Linked DNA regions of Canis lupus: region 1 is linked to region 2. The links are chromatin contacts, called in public Hi-C maps. All regions are on one chromosome and are shown on one strand. The core of a region is the stretch at or near the end of the contact, and the rest is flanking DNA. Distances in the headings are between cores, read along the strand shown.

The links. Hi-C and Micro-C count contacts between places; a contact is called where the count stands out from the background.
Region 1: a Hi-C map of liver shows a contact between it and region 2, with 4 times the contacts expected there. The contact joins the enhancer-like site here to the promoter of SRRM1 in region 2. A contact is called at or near these places in 3 of 9 Hi-C or Micro-C datasets (amygdala, liver and skin fibroblasts).

What each region holds. Positions count from the first base shown.
Region 1 is chr2:74,805,631-74,813,122 of UU_Cfam_GSD_1.0, reverse strand. All of the region lies in intron 1 of IFNLR1 (interferon lambda receptor 1), which reads right to left. Among named protein-coding and RNA genes, the nearest start is that of IFNLR1, 9.1 kb to the right of the region's middle. Within about 2 kb of position 1,437, at least 4 of the 20 cell types and tissues checked have an H3K27ac peak or open chromatin away from gene starts, as enhancers often do.
Region 2 is chr2:74,446,278-74,453,681 of UU_Cfam_GSD_1.0, reverse strand. It overlaps SRRM1 (serine/arginine repetitive matrix protein 1), which reads left to right and starts at 4,212. Exons shown (of 18, transcript XM_038531575.1): 1 at 4,212-4,328.

The DNA of each region.
Region 1 (7,492 bases), core at 188-2,687, 360 kb before region 2:
GGGTAAGGGCTGGATTGCAGCTTCCCTGGTGTGCGTCTTTAGGCCAATTACATCACTGTTCTGGGCCTCAATGTTTCTCATCTGTCAAATGGGAGTGAGAATTTCCTGCCCTTTTTTACTGTGTGTGTAACATATGCAAAGGCATTTTGAAAATCAACACTCTGCCCAAATCTAAGGACTCTGCTGGCAGTGTGGAGACCAAATGCAGAGGGTAAGGACACATGTAGCAAGGCTGGGTAGGTGTCAGTCCAGGGTAGATCATAGCGGTGGCAGCTGTGAAGGTGATGAGCAGTAGCTGGATTCTGGACATATTTTGACGGTAGAATCAATGAGATTTGTTGGAACATTTGATGTGGGATATGGAGGTAAGAGGGTCCAGGATGATACTGAGGCTTCTGAGTGAGCGAGTTAAGACATAGGTTAGAGGACTGGGCCTCGATCCCTTTCTTGGGGAACCATAAAACTCACACTAGCCAGTAGGTTGAACTAGTTCAGAGACAAAGACATGCCTGATGCACACGCCCCCACATCCCTGCTGGCGCCCCCGGGGGACGTCATTAATGCATCGTGGCACCAAGAATCCTTCTCCACAGGGGTCGAGGCAGCCACTACCAAGTCAGTGGATGTGACAGAAAGATGAAAGACCTCCATCATCCTGGGACTTGACAGGAGGCCCAGGAAGACAGTGAAAACCACGGGCTTTTGTGTCAGAGAGACCTGGGCTGGAAAGCTAACCTTGCTACAAACTAATCTGAGACCTCCGAAAAGACAATGTATCCTTCCTGCTTTGGTCTCATCATCTGACAAATGGGGTTAATAATGGTTCCTATCCTATGGGGTCATTGGGGAGATTAAATGGGAATAATCCAGGAAAATTACTTAGTACTGTGTCTGGGGCACAGGAAGCTCTTAAGAAAAGCAGCAGCACTTCTCCCTCTGCCTGTGTCTCTGCCTCTCTCTGTGATTCTCATGAATAAATAAATCTTAAAAAAAATAAATAAAAGCAGCAGCAGCAGCAGCAGTAATAGCTGTTGAATGGTGTTATTCCAGCTTGAACATTCCAGAACACAGCTAGCTCCCTTACTTGCGGTTTCTGACGTGCAGCACAGAGGTGCTGTAATGCAGGGGCTTTCCAGCAGGAGGCACTGTTGACGTTTACACCTCTATTACAGAGATTCAGGGACTGGGGAGCAATTTTGGCCAGAGTAGCGACCTCCAGGGTCTGTCCTGGAGGCTGCCTAGACCCTTTTTTCTCGTGGTACAATAAACGGAGCTCCTGGCTGCCCCCAAACTGCAGTGTCTGAGCTTCCTTCACTGGGCCTGGCCCCATCTTCCCGGACACTGTTCTTGGCCTCCACCTGCAAACCCAAGCGCAGCCACTGACCCTGGCCTTCCAGGCGCCAGGGCCTCCCCCTGTCCAGCCTTCCAGCTGCTACGGATGTCCCCGGAGTGACCAGGCCTGTGAGTGCCTTCCGGGCACTTTGCATGTTGTGCCCATTTGGAGTTTGGGTCTTGCATCCACCCTCCCCGTTCCGCTCTGTAAGACCCTTGTCCCGAGTCCTCGTCTTCAGAACAGGAGGGAGACGGCGGTGGGTTCTGCTAACTCCGTGATGCCGAAGGTGCATGTTCCAGAACACACCCCAGCTCAGGTCACGGGCAAGCTAAAGGGGAAACCAGAACCTGGGTGTCCCCAGCCTCAGGCAGGGGTGAGTCACTCGCCACCCAGACCGCATTCATTGTCAGACTCAGGCATTCATTTGGCATGTGTTGAGCACCTGTGATTTGCCAGGCACCGTGCCAGGGCCGGGCCAGACCGAAGTGGAGGAAGGCCCTGCGGTGGCCCCCGGAGGGCGAGGCGGCGCTCAGATGGGGCATAACAGTGCCCAGCGAAGGTGCCCTGATGGGGGGAGAGGTGCTGGTCGTGGGGGGGGGGTAGTCTCTCCATGCCTGTGGTAACCCTCGAAACCACAGCCTCACTGAAGCAGGTCCCTTTCTTGAAGGGTCCACCTTGGGTCCATCTTTCCCCATGCCCAGTGGCCAACAGGGACTCCGCCTCAGCCTCCACATCGCTCTCTTGGCTAAATATCACCTCTTGCCTGCCTCCCCTGCGCCCCCTACACATACACAACACACACACACACACACACACACACACACACACGACTCTACACACGAGAGAGCATGCACCCACATACATGCACTTGGATACACACACAACTGCTCAGAATGAGGTGACGTCACGTGAAAGCCCTGGAAGAGGGCCAGGCAGCTGAGAAGCAGCCTCTGAACAACCTCTTTTCCTTCCTCATCCGGCTGTACCCCCTTCCACCCCCTCCCCCACTTCATGCCCCTTCTTGGTCTGGCATCAGAGGCCTAGAGAACATCTGTCCCCAGCCTTTATCACTTTCCACTGCTTTGTACACAGGAGATGCCAGGACTTATCACTTGATAAACTATGGTGTGCCTTGGCCACCCTCCCTCCCTCTGTCCTGGATAAGAAATCTGCGATCTTTGGCACGTATTTGTTCCACAGAAAGCTACCAGTAGGTCATCAGCCGTCACGGTGAACAAATGAGAAAAGAAAACAAAACTCAGGCTGCTTCTTGGGGCTCTGGTGCCCCAAACCACAATGACACACCTGGTGGTTTTCAGGGGAAGGCAGTTTGGGGTGAGCCCACACACTGGCCGGGGAATGTCACATGAGTCAGGTGAGGTGGGTAGTGTTTATTATATAGGTTGATAAAAATAACCTTTTTTCCTGCACCCCAAAAAACAATACACATTAGCTGTACAAAAAAATTAGGAACTAGAAATGTTAGCTATAACAAAGAAAAGGCAAATGTGTACCTGTCACCCCACCACCTAGAGGTACTGGGAATGACCTGGGAAGTTGCCCATAGGCCACACACCTTTCTTTTTTTCTTTTATAGAATGAGTTCATACTGTATATATGCATATGTGTGTCTATATATAACATATATAAATGTATATAGATGTGTGTATGTATATAGAACCTGTCCATTTTTTAAAAGATTTTATTTATTCATGAGAGACATAGAGAGAGGCAGAGACATAGGCAGAGGGAGAAGCAGGCTTTCTGCGGGCTGCCTGATGCGGGACTTGATCCCAGAACCCTGGGATCACGACCTGAGCCAGAGGCAGATGCTCAACCACTGAGCCACCTAACTGTCCCCCTTTCCCACCCCAGAGCCACCTCCTCCGGGGCCTGGCTTCATCCTTCTGAGGCGGGCAGTAGTCGCCAACGCTCGCAGGGCTGCATGCCAGGCTGTTCCAAGCAGTTCACCCAACAAGGGAGGGGCTATTGCCATCTCTCTTTCTGGGTGAGGACACCGAGGCGCAGAGCGCTAAAGTCACTTGTCTGATGTCACTCCATCGGTCGGGGGCAGAGTCGTCATGCAAACCCTGACTCTTTCAGCCCAGAGTCTGTGTCCTGTAGTTTCTGGGGCTTCCTGACCCCTGGCAAGAAGTCTGCTTCAAATCCTGACTCAATAAACACGCAGGTGTCAATATTTAACCAGGATCAGAGTTACACCAGCCAAAGACATACCTGTGCTCTATGACATAGTCTCTAATATGATTTCTTCTAGCTGATTTTGGAAAATTTCTGGCTGCAGCTACTACATCGCTTTCGAGACTCGTAATAGCTTATGACCTGCAGTTGGATGATCATTGTGGCTGTCGTTTCTTCCCTGCCCCAGGGAAGCCCTTTCTAAGGTGTGCACAGTGTCTCCGTTGAATCCTAGGAAGTAGCCAGCACAGGCGCTGCGACCCCATTGCAGAGGGGAGAAAACTGAAGACCAGGGGGTGAGGGCTGGGGCAGGTCCTGCGGGGGTCCCCCAGAGAGCCCTGGGATTTCCCATCTAGAGACGGGCTGAGGACAGACCCAGGTACAACTGGCCTTGTGTGGAAGAAGCTCCAGGCTACAAGGTGCTTTTACTGAGCACCACTCTTTGTGGGCTGTCCCATGCCTCACAGCATACAAGTTTAGGTCAGACTTCACAGGCAGTAGGGGAGTTAGGAGCCCTCTTGTTGTAGATAAGGCAGCTGAGGCTCAGAGAGGTCGGGTGACTTGGCCAGGGCCCCCCAGCCTCTAAGAAGCCCTGTCTGGTTTGGGTCTGCATTGTGTTCCCAGAACCAAGCTCAGAGCCTGAAACATAACAGGGGCTCAGTACACGCGTGGGCCTGGCGGACCCCAAAGCCCTCTCCCTCTGCCGTTGCTCTGTGATTTCCTCATTCGCCCCCTCCCTGGGAAGCACGGTCCTGGGGCTGGGCAGGCTCCAGGGTAGTTTGGGGCTTGCTCGGGTTCTGCCTCGGCAAGGGTCCCTGGGGTGGGTACTCTGCTGAGTTTCGGTTCCAGGTCCCTGCACGCTAGCTGGGCCCTGCCCTGTCAGCTGAGAGGGAGGGAGGGAGGGATCTAGACCGCTCCCCTGGGCTGGGGTGGAGGAGCCTGGCCGGCGCCTATGCTCACAGGGCCTCTCCCACCCCTTGCCACTCCTGGCTCGGGCCTCTGGTGGGGCCCGAGATCTCCGGTCCTACCTCCAGCCTGAGTCGAGTTCTCACTCCTGGGGCTCCCTCCACCCAGGGAGCAGGCACCTGCTGGAGAAGCGGTGGGGGGCCGGCGGGGTGGGGGGAGAGGGCTGAGCCTCAGGGCTGAGATCACACTTCCCCTGGTGGAAAAGAACAGACTCAGAGCCTTACACCCTCGGTTCTTTTTGGAATGTGCATTGCCCCAGAGAAAGGAGGTGAGGTCCCTGGAGTCTTAATACTAACCCTTCCTTCCTTGAGCAGAAAAGGATCTGACCCCCAGCAGGAAGCCCAAAGCTGACTCAGGAGATGGTTCTGGACCTGGGAGGGGAGGAGGGGAAGGATGAAGGGCTAGAAGCCAGGGCAGAGAGCCAACAGCTGGCTTTGACAAGGCACCGCATGGTTTGGAAAGTGCCAAGTGTCCCAGGGGTGTGGCATTTTCACCTCCACCCTCCTCCCTGCCCATCTGGGCCCCACCCCTCCTAAAGAGCTGCTGACTCAACACTCCCTTCCTCCAGGAAGCCTTCCTGGATTGATTTTATCCTGCATTGCCTGGCATCACTTTGCATCCTCTGTGAGGGAAGGAGGTAAGAGACTGAGACCCAGCTTGGTGTAAACTCACACTCCAGTCATGAGCCTCCACATCACGGAAGTGAGCTTGCACATTGCAGGAGGCCCCAGCTGTCGCTTGTTTTCTATCTCATGCTCAGATGTTGGGTCCCTCTTTGGAAATGGCCGTCAGCAGGAGTTTGCAGATGAAAACACACACACACACACACACACACACACACACACACACACACACAACTACTTGATCATTTTATCTTGTTTTTTGCCAGGAACAGTAAACGTTTCTAAAGTGAATTCTGGTGGATGCCTAATAATGTTAACCCACCCACCCAACTCTCCCACCAGAACAAGGGAGTCCTGTGGTCAAATAGATCTGGGACTGTGGGGACAGGGGGTGCCAATTTCTGTTGGGCAAGCCTTCTCAGATCTTTAACAGTCTGTGCACATTATGAATCCCTGAGCACCCAAGGTTTTCCAAATTTACTTGACCTCCCAACTTTTTTTTACAGTGAGACATCTCATGGGCCTAGACTGCTACTGAGTACCCTTTAGGAAATGCTGGGACACAGAATATTCTAGAAAGGGCAGACCCAGCGTAGCAATCACTTGTAGCAATAGCACAGTGTACTTCCATGGTCTGAGGGCTAAAGGTCTGTGCTAGACCTTTCTGTGGATCTCAGCACATTCTCAAAACAATTGGTGATTGTATGATTCTGGAAGGAAGGAGGGAAGAGTATCTAGGTCATTTGGTGTGTTAATTCGTGATAACCTCCCAAGCCATGGGCTTATATTACCTGGAGTGATGTTCAAAATATTTATCAGCCCCTCAACCCACGTGGCGCAGGCATTGACCAATATGCAGGCATACCTTGCTTTATAGCCCTTTACTTTATTGCACCTTGTAGATACTGCATTTTTTTCTTCTTTTCTTTTCTTTTTTCTTCTCTTTTCCAAATTGAAGGTTTGTGGCAACCGTGCATCAAGCAAGTCTATTTATCGTTGCTATTTTCCTGACAGCTTTTGCTCACTTTGTGCCTCTGTGTCATATTTTGGTGATTCTCACAATATTGCAAACTTTTTCATTGTTATTTGTTATGGTAATACATGCTCAGTCATTTCAACTCTTTGAGCATCAGATGATGATTAACATTGTTTAGCAATAAGATATTTTTAAAATATTTATTTATTTATTTATGATAGACAGAGAGAGAGAGAGAGAGAGAGACACAGGAGGAGGGAGAAGCAGGCTCCATGCAGGAAGCCCGACGTGGGACTCAATCCCAGGACTCCAGGATCGCACCCTGGGCCAAAGGCAGGTGCTAAACCGCTGAGCCACCCAGGGATCCCCGCAATAAGATATTTTTAAAAGACATGTACATTGTTGTTATAGATATAATACTATTGCACACCTAGTAGACTACAGTATAGTATAAACATAATTTTTTAATTTTTAATTTATTTATGATAGTCACACACAGAGAGAGAGAGAGAGGCAGAGGGAGAAGCAGGCTCCATGCACCGGGAGCCCGATGTGGGATTCGATCCCGGATCTCCAGGATCGCGTCCTGGGCCAAAGGCAGGCGCTAAACCGCTGCGCCACCCAGGGATCCCATAACCATAATTTTTATATGCACTTGGGAAGCCCCGAATTCCCTCGACTTGCTTTCTTGTGGTGGCTGGAACAGGACCCGCAGTATCGCTGAGGGGTGCCTGTGTTGGAGATCAAGATGTAGTGAGATATGCAAAAAAAAAAAAAAAAAAAAAAAAAAAAAAAAAGATGTAGTGAGATGCCCTGGTGAACTGTGCATGAGTCCTTTACTCAGTGAACTGTGGGGAGACCTAGAAGACTGGAGGGTAGGAGACAAGATCTCTTGGGTGTTGAGGTGAGAGGCTTCTGGGGGGCTTAGGACAGCAGCTTGCTTACCAACCAGACTGGAAATGTCCCGCTATTTTGACAGCTTTGTGGATTTGCTCGCGCTGAGTGTAGGCCCTGACTGGACCACAGTAAACACCCTTCCTGTTTACCGGGAAGAAGCAGAACGCTGGTCACTGCCCAGGATCACATTGTGGTTTTATTTGCAAATTGAGAAACAGACCCGGGTAAAGATCAGATCACGGACTTTGAAGTCAGGCAGTTCTGAGTGTGAATCCCAACTCAGGCTCTTCCTTGCCGCCTGTCTTTTGCTCTCTTGAAATCTCAGTTTCTTCATCTGTAAAATGGGCATAACCATACAGTTCGCCTCATAGGGATGTTATGAGGATCAGATGAGAAAATGCCTGTCAAGCACAGCCCCTGGCCTCTGTATGGGAAGCGCCCCACAAATGGAAGCCCCCATCAATCAGAGCAGTGGGGTTTATTATCAGCAAGACTATGGGA
Region 2 (7,404 bases), core at 2,963-5,462:
TACAATTCCACTTAAACTGCACTGTCACCCTTTGTGCCATGATTAGCACATATTTTACATCTATATATGTTAAAAAGATCACAAGTTATATTGTCTTTTTTTTTTTTTTTTTTTGGTTTAAAGTCCATTGACATCGGGGCACCTGGTGGCTCAGTTGGTTGAGCATTTGACTCTTGATTTTGGCTCTGGTGTCATGACCTCAGGGTCCTGAGATAAGCCCCATATTGTTGCTGTCATCAGGCTCCCTGCTCATCGGAGAGTCTGCTTCTCCCTCTGCCCCCTTCCCCTGCTTGTGCTCTCTCTCTCTCTCTAGAATAAATAAGTAAATCTTAAATAAAAAAAAAAAGTCAAATGACATTTAAAGAATTTAAGAACAAAAAGTTGGCTTTTAAAATATTTATCACTTATTCACCATTCCCAGTGTTCTTTTTGTCCTATGAATCTAAATTTCTAAATGCTATCATTTCCTTTCAGCCTATGGAACTTCCTTTAGAATTCCTTGGGATGAGGGTCTGCTGGTGACAAATCACAATTCATATACTCACACACCATACAACTGGCCTAAAGATCTTTGTCTATCGCTCATAGGCTACTGGACAACAAACTTCAGTAATTCCATGGGGGCCAAAAGGAAGGTGTGTGGTCCAAATTTATATTTGCTGACTGGTTCCCATCTGGTCTCTAGCCAGCTAGACAATGTGTCTAGCTTTACAAGACAATGTCATAAGGACCTTGCCCAGCTAGGGAATTTGGGTGTGGAAGATAAAGACAAAAAATTAAAAAAAAAAAAAAAAAAAGGTTATTTAGAGTAACAAGAGTTGTTACTCATTTTAAATGAAGTCAAGAATGATTTCAATCACTAATCACTATTATGGCCACTATTATCAGAATGGTCCCAGGCCTGAGGTGAAGAAAACTCACCCAAGCCCCTCTGGCTTTCCCTTTCTTTCACCTGGGTTTAGGCACAGACTGGGAGGCATTTGCTGACCAGATTAAGGAAGGCTTATTTGCTCATTCACCAATAGGATAAGATATGTCTACATTCCCTCCTCTAGCTATTTGCTTAACACCTACACAAATGTCAAGCCATTTATGATGTTGTGGTTTCAACCTTCCGCAGATAGACCAAACCCTACAAGTGAGTTCTGCTGTATGCTGGTTGTGTGGTTTTAGGAAATGAACTTCTCCTTCCTGGGCCTCATTTGGTCATTTCTAAAATTGGGATAATAATTATGTATTAATTTTTAAGGGCTGCTGTATAGATTACCACAGATGGGGTGATTTAAATGACATAAATTTGTTTTCCCACAATTCTGGAGGCTAGAAGTACAAGACCAAGGTGTTAGCAGGGTGGGTTTATCCTGAAGCCTCTCTCCTTGACTTGTAGATGGCCACCTTCTCCCTGCATCTTTACATGGTCTTCCTTCTGCGTGTGCATCTGGGTCTTCCTAGCTTCTCATAAGGACACAGACATATTGGATTAAGATCCACCTAATGACCTCACTTTAACTTAATTATCTTTCTAAAGACTCTATCTCTCCAAATACAGTCACATTATGATGTATCGGGGGTGAGGACTTCCACATGTGAACGGGAGAGGAGAGGACACAAGTCAGTCCGTAACATCCTACTAGGTATTATTGTGAGGACTGAATTCTCTAACGTGTTTAAAGCACTAACACAAAGATTGACATAGTATATTCCCTGATGTAAATATTACTATGAGGTCCTACCTAAAAAGATACTGGCACTTGAACACAAGAGAACATAGAGCAGGAAAAGATAATTTTCCCATTTATGGTTCCTTGTTCCCCATCTGATGGGCATTTGTGTTGTTCTTCCAGCTTTTCTTTTAAAAATACACCAACACAATGCCTGAATGTAACATCTGTGGGGGAACTTTCTATAGGATAAAAAGCAAAGCAGGCAGCTATATTTTTCTGTTGCGACATTTGCCTGTTGCTTTTATCTTCTGGCTACATTATAAACTCCCTGAGGACTGTCTTAAGCATCCCTGGTATTCTTTACTACATCTAAGAACCCCAAGGTGCACATAGTCAGGGCTCAGTAAAAAACCCACCAATCAAACCAACAGTTCAGTGTCTTTGTCATTGTTTGCTTCCCTCTGAGAGGATAGACTGCCATCTAGTGAATCTGGCTATTAGACTGGGAAAGAGAGATTCAGAAAATCTCAGACTGCTGTTCTATGTCTTACATATTTGATATTTATGCATGCAAAAAAAAAAAAACAACTAGAAATCTGCTTATTGTTTGACAGCTTGATATATTAATGGTAAATTCAACTAAGCTTTTATTTTCTTTTATTGCCAAGAGATTTCTGCCCTTCATATAGTCAACCTCATAGTGAATCTGATTAGTGACAGTAAAATAAATATGGAGAAGGCCATGAGAAACTCAGGAATCATAAAGTGTCTATTTAGTATTAAAAATGTGCAGTATAGCGAATGCAGGAACACTGTAGTGCCAAGAAGCTATTATTCCTGCACTATAATGCCAGACTTAATTTGACTACTAAATTTTTTATTTTATTTTTATTTTATTTATTTATTTTTAAAGATTTTATTTATTTATTCATGAGAGACACAGAGAGAGAGGGGCAGAGACACAGGCAGAGGGAGAAGCAGGCTCCATGCAGGGAGCTCGATGTGGGACTCGATCCCAGGACTCCAGGATCACGCCCTGGGCCAAAGGCAGGCGCTAAACCGCTGCGCCACCCAGGGATCCCGACTACTAAATTTTTTTTTTTTTTTTTTTTTTTTTTTTTCCGACTACTAAATTTTTTAAAAAGATTATTTATTTATTTGAGAGAGAGAGAGCAGGAACAGTGGGGAGAGGCAGAGGGAGAGAGAGAAGCAGTCTCCACCAAACAGGGAACCAGACACAAGGTTCAGATCCCAGGACCCTGAGATTATGACCTGAGCCGAAGGCAGCCGCTTAACGGACTGAGCCACCCCGGTACCCCGACTACCAAAATTTTTAATAATAAAGTTGTAGTTAAACTTGTTAAAATTTCATACTTTTTTGTTTTTAGAGATTTTATTCATCTATTTGAGAGAGAGCGCATGCGCACACACATACACACAAAAGCCTTGGGATGGTGGGGAATGGTAAGGAGGAGCAGAGGGAGAGGGAGAAGCAGACCCCTCACTGAGCAGGGAACCTGATACGGGCTTGATCTAAGGCCCCGAGACCATGACCTGAGTAGAAAGCAGATGCTCAACCAACTGAGCCACTCAGGTACCCCCAAATTTCATACTTTCTTGATAAAAGTTTATTCTTGTATCCAAAAGTGTATTCTATGATGGAAGTCTTTAGCTTTGGCAGAACATTGTTTTTAACACGCAGCTATTGTGCATTTGGCAAAAGCGTGTGTTTGTTGCCCATATACTTGGAACTTCTTATTTGCCAAACTGGTTTGGGTGCTGATAATGAAGAGAGGAGACAGTTCCTGCTTTCAAAGAGTTTTTGTGTGCTGGGGCAGGAGGGGGTACACAAGAGTGGAGATGAGCATGTACATGATTAGAATATAGTAGAAAATATGTTAATAAGTAGAATATGAAGAACCTGTTTGCAAAGATCTGGGTCTAAGGGTTTGGGGGCTGAGCAATCCCCTAAAAGATACTCAGATGGTAAGTACTAAGTTCCACCACTAGAAATGCTTCCTAGAAGAGGTAACACCTAAACTAAATCCTGGAAGAAGAATCAGAGTTGGTTAGTTAAAAGGATTGAAAGTAGAAAAACAAGGTGGGGAGGGCAAAGCAAAGCCTGGAAAGGAGAGAACAGTAGTTCTAGATCAAAGGGATAGAATATGTACAAAGGTTCTGAGGGGAGAGAAAGAATATATAGTCCCTCCTAAATCTGAAAGTATACAAACTCTTATGCTTATGTATTTTTTCTTTTTTGTTTTAAATTTTAAGTAATCTGTACACCCAACGTGGGGCCCAAACTTACAATCCCGAGATTAAGAGTCACATATTCTTCTGACTGAGCCATCCAGGTGCCCCTACATTTTCAACTTTCCAACACTTGCACTGGTAGCCAGCCTCCAAGATGGCCCCCAATGGTTCACACCCTTGCGCTGTCCCCTCCATCACTGAATATAGGTAACCTGTGTCATCAAAGGGATAATGTGGAGACTATGGTGTATGACTTCTGAAGTTAGGTCATAAAAGACACCATGGCTTATGTCTTGCTCTCTTTTGGATCATTTGCTCTGAGGGGAGCCAGCTGCCATGCCATGAGGATATCCAAACAGCCAAAGGAGGGGTCAATGTGGCAAAGACCTGAAGCCTCATGCCAACAGCCATGTGAGTGGAACTTCTTGGAAACACATCTTCCAGGCCCAACTGACTGTAATATAGGCCAATATCCTGACTACATTTTCTTGAAAGACCCTGAGCCAGAACCAAAGAAGCCACTCCAGATTCCTGATCCACAGAAACAGTGCATGATAGATAACATTTATTCTTTCAAGTTACTAAAAATTTGGGGGGTTATTCGGCAGTAAATAATGAATACGCTCCCTGATGTGCTCAAAGACACCTTCCAAAGCAAAATGCATCAGCTTTTATCCATCATACATTTTCATTTTGATTATGGGATTATTTTAGTCCATAGCTTGTCTGGTAAATTTGTGCTGGGATTTTGAGATATTTTTTGAAGATGGTTATTCCATTTTACCTAGGAAACACAAAAGCAGAGCTGAAAGAAAGAAAAGACAGGGATGGAAGTGGGGATGAAAATACAAGCTGAAAGAGGTGAGAAAATTACAAAAAGTGCACATGCCTAAGGGACAGTTATGTTCAGTCATCGTGGCTCTAAAGGACAAAGGGTAGTGGCAGCAGATAGAACAGGTCCATTATCCACAGCAATCAACAAACAGTGTAGGAAAGCATTTGATGAGATAGAGAATCTTTGAATCTGTGCCCAGAAGATTGACAACAAGGTTGGCTGCCCCTTAGCTTTTTGAGGCTCAGGGCTTATTTGGGGACTTAAAGACCGACCTAGCAAAGAGCCACCAGTGGCTCACTGGGATAGCATCTTGGCTTTAAGAGCCATTTTGATCTCCACAGCATCAAAGTGAGCAGGAGATGGCATCTGCAAATACCTTCACTGCCAAGGACTTCACTGCAGGGAGTAGGCTTATCCTTCTCCCCTGTAGGGAGTTTTATCTCCCTTGGCAGAGTTTTCAATGTGGACACTTCCTGATAGAATAAATGTTTATACTACTTCAAAGACTCCTCATTAGTAGAAATGGCCTTTGGTGACTGATCCAGAGTCTTATCCATACATTCATTCAACAAATATTTATTGAGCTCCAAGAATGTGCTAGATACTGTTCTAGACACTAATGAACAAGAAACTCATAAACTTTATTTTTTTTTAATTGGGGGCATGTAAACAGTAAGCATGTAAACAAAATAGTTAACAATGGGGGGCATGTAAATAGTAAGCATGTAAACAAAATAGTTAACAATGTCAACTACTATTAGGCACTATGAAGAAAAAAATAAAGCAAGGTATGATAGAGTGAATGGGGAGAGGGTTCTGCTATTTTCGGAAGGCTGGTCATAAAAGGCTTGTTTGAGGAAGCGATATTTGAGTCACTTAGTAACTTTAGGTTTACCAACACACAGACAAGAGACTGATTTTTGACACCTGTTTATAACTAGACCGTATCTGTAGTTCATTGTAGCTGCAGCTTAGAAGGGAAGGATGTGCAAATGGAGAGGGGTCCTTGTGATGAGTCTGAAAAAGGGAACAGTAAATGAATCATAAGGGTGTCTTATAAGCCACAGTAACTAGCTTCGACTTTATCTAGAGGATTGGAGAGCCACGGAAAGGTTTAATTTGGGGAGTGAAAGGATTAAGATTATTATCTTAGAAAATCACTCTTGAGGGGCACCCTGAGTGGCTCAATCAGTTAAGCGTCTGACTTCAGCTCAGGCCATGATCCTAGGGTCCTGGGATGGAGCCCTAAGTCCAATTCCATGCTCAGCAGGGAGTCTGCTTCTCTTTCTCCCTCTGCTTCTTCCCCTGCTTGTGCTCTCTCTCGCTCAAACAAATCAAACCTTAAAAAAAGAAAGAAAGAAAGAGAGAGAGAGAGAGAGAGAAAGAAAGAAAGAAAGAAAGAAAGAAAGAAAGAAAGAAAGAAAGAAAGAAAGAAAGAAAGAAAGAAAGAAAGAAAATCACTTTCAATATAGGGTAGAGACATCAACCCTGAAGGGAGGGGAAATGGTTAATAGGTTGTTGCTGCGATGACCCAGAGAGTAATCCAAATTAAAAAGAGGCAATAGGGCTAGAAGGAAGGCAACAGAAATGAAAAGGCAAGATCTAGTTACAGTAGAGTATGAAAAAGAGAATGATGATGGGGAGAAAGGTAGACTCATTCATTGAGAATGGGAAAACAAAGTTGAGGCAAGTAAAAGAAGATGAATTCAGTTTGGGACATGTTGAGTGTGAGGTGTTTACAGGACATCCCAAGTTCAATGTAATAAGAAGTTGCATATATAGGTGGGGCAAAAGTATGTATGAGATAAATTGATTTAGCAGATGAAATGGCCATTGAAGCCAAGAGAGGACAGATAAGTCATCTTTGTTGAGTGAAAAGTAAAAAGGGTCAATGGCGGAACTGCAAGGAAAATCAACATTTATGGGATTTGCAGCAAAAAAGAGTAAAGAAAAGATAAACAACACAATGATCAGAACCAGTGAGAATAGTCAGTGAGATGTGGGACATTGTGATTTCATAATTCCATCTGTTCTGTTCTGTGGAAGCCAGTCAGTCACCTTCCCATCTTTGATTCTCTTACAAAGCTGTTGTTCATTTAACAAATTTTATTGAGCCTCTTGGCACGGTTATTTTTTTTTTTTTAAGATTTTTAAAATTTATTCATGAGAAACACAGAAGAGAGAGGCAGGGACACAGACAGAGAGGGAGAAGCAGGCTCCATGCAGGGAGCCCATGCCCAGGAGTCCGGGATCACGTCCTGGGCTAAAGGCAGATGCTCAGACAGCTGGGCAGCTGGGCCACCCAGGTGTCCCTCTTGACACTGTTCTTGATGCTAGGGACAATGAGCAAAAAAGACAAATGCCCTGACTTTAAGGAGTTTACATTCTAGTGTGGTGAACGGATAAGAAACAAACATTTTAAAAAGGTAAAGAAATATAAGGTGGTAAATGCTATGGAACAAAAAGTACATTAAGAAGCATCGGGAGCCTAGAGAGGGTGTGTAAGCAGTTTCCAGGGGGTAACTAGGAGGGTAGACCTCCTTGACTAGGTGATACTTGAGCAAAACCTTGACATTTGCCAAGTAGATACCTGGGGGTAGAGCATTTTAGGCAGAAGTTACAACCAATGCAGGGGTCTTGAGGCAAGAGCAA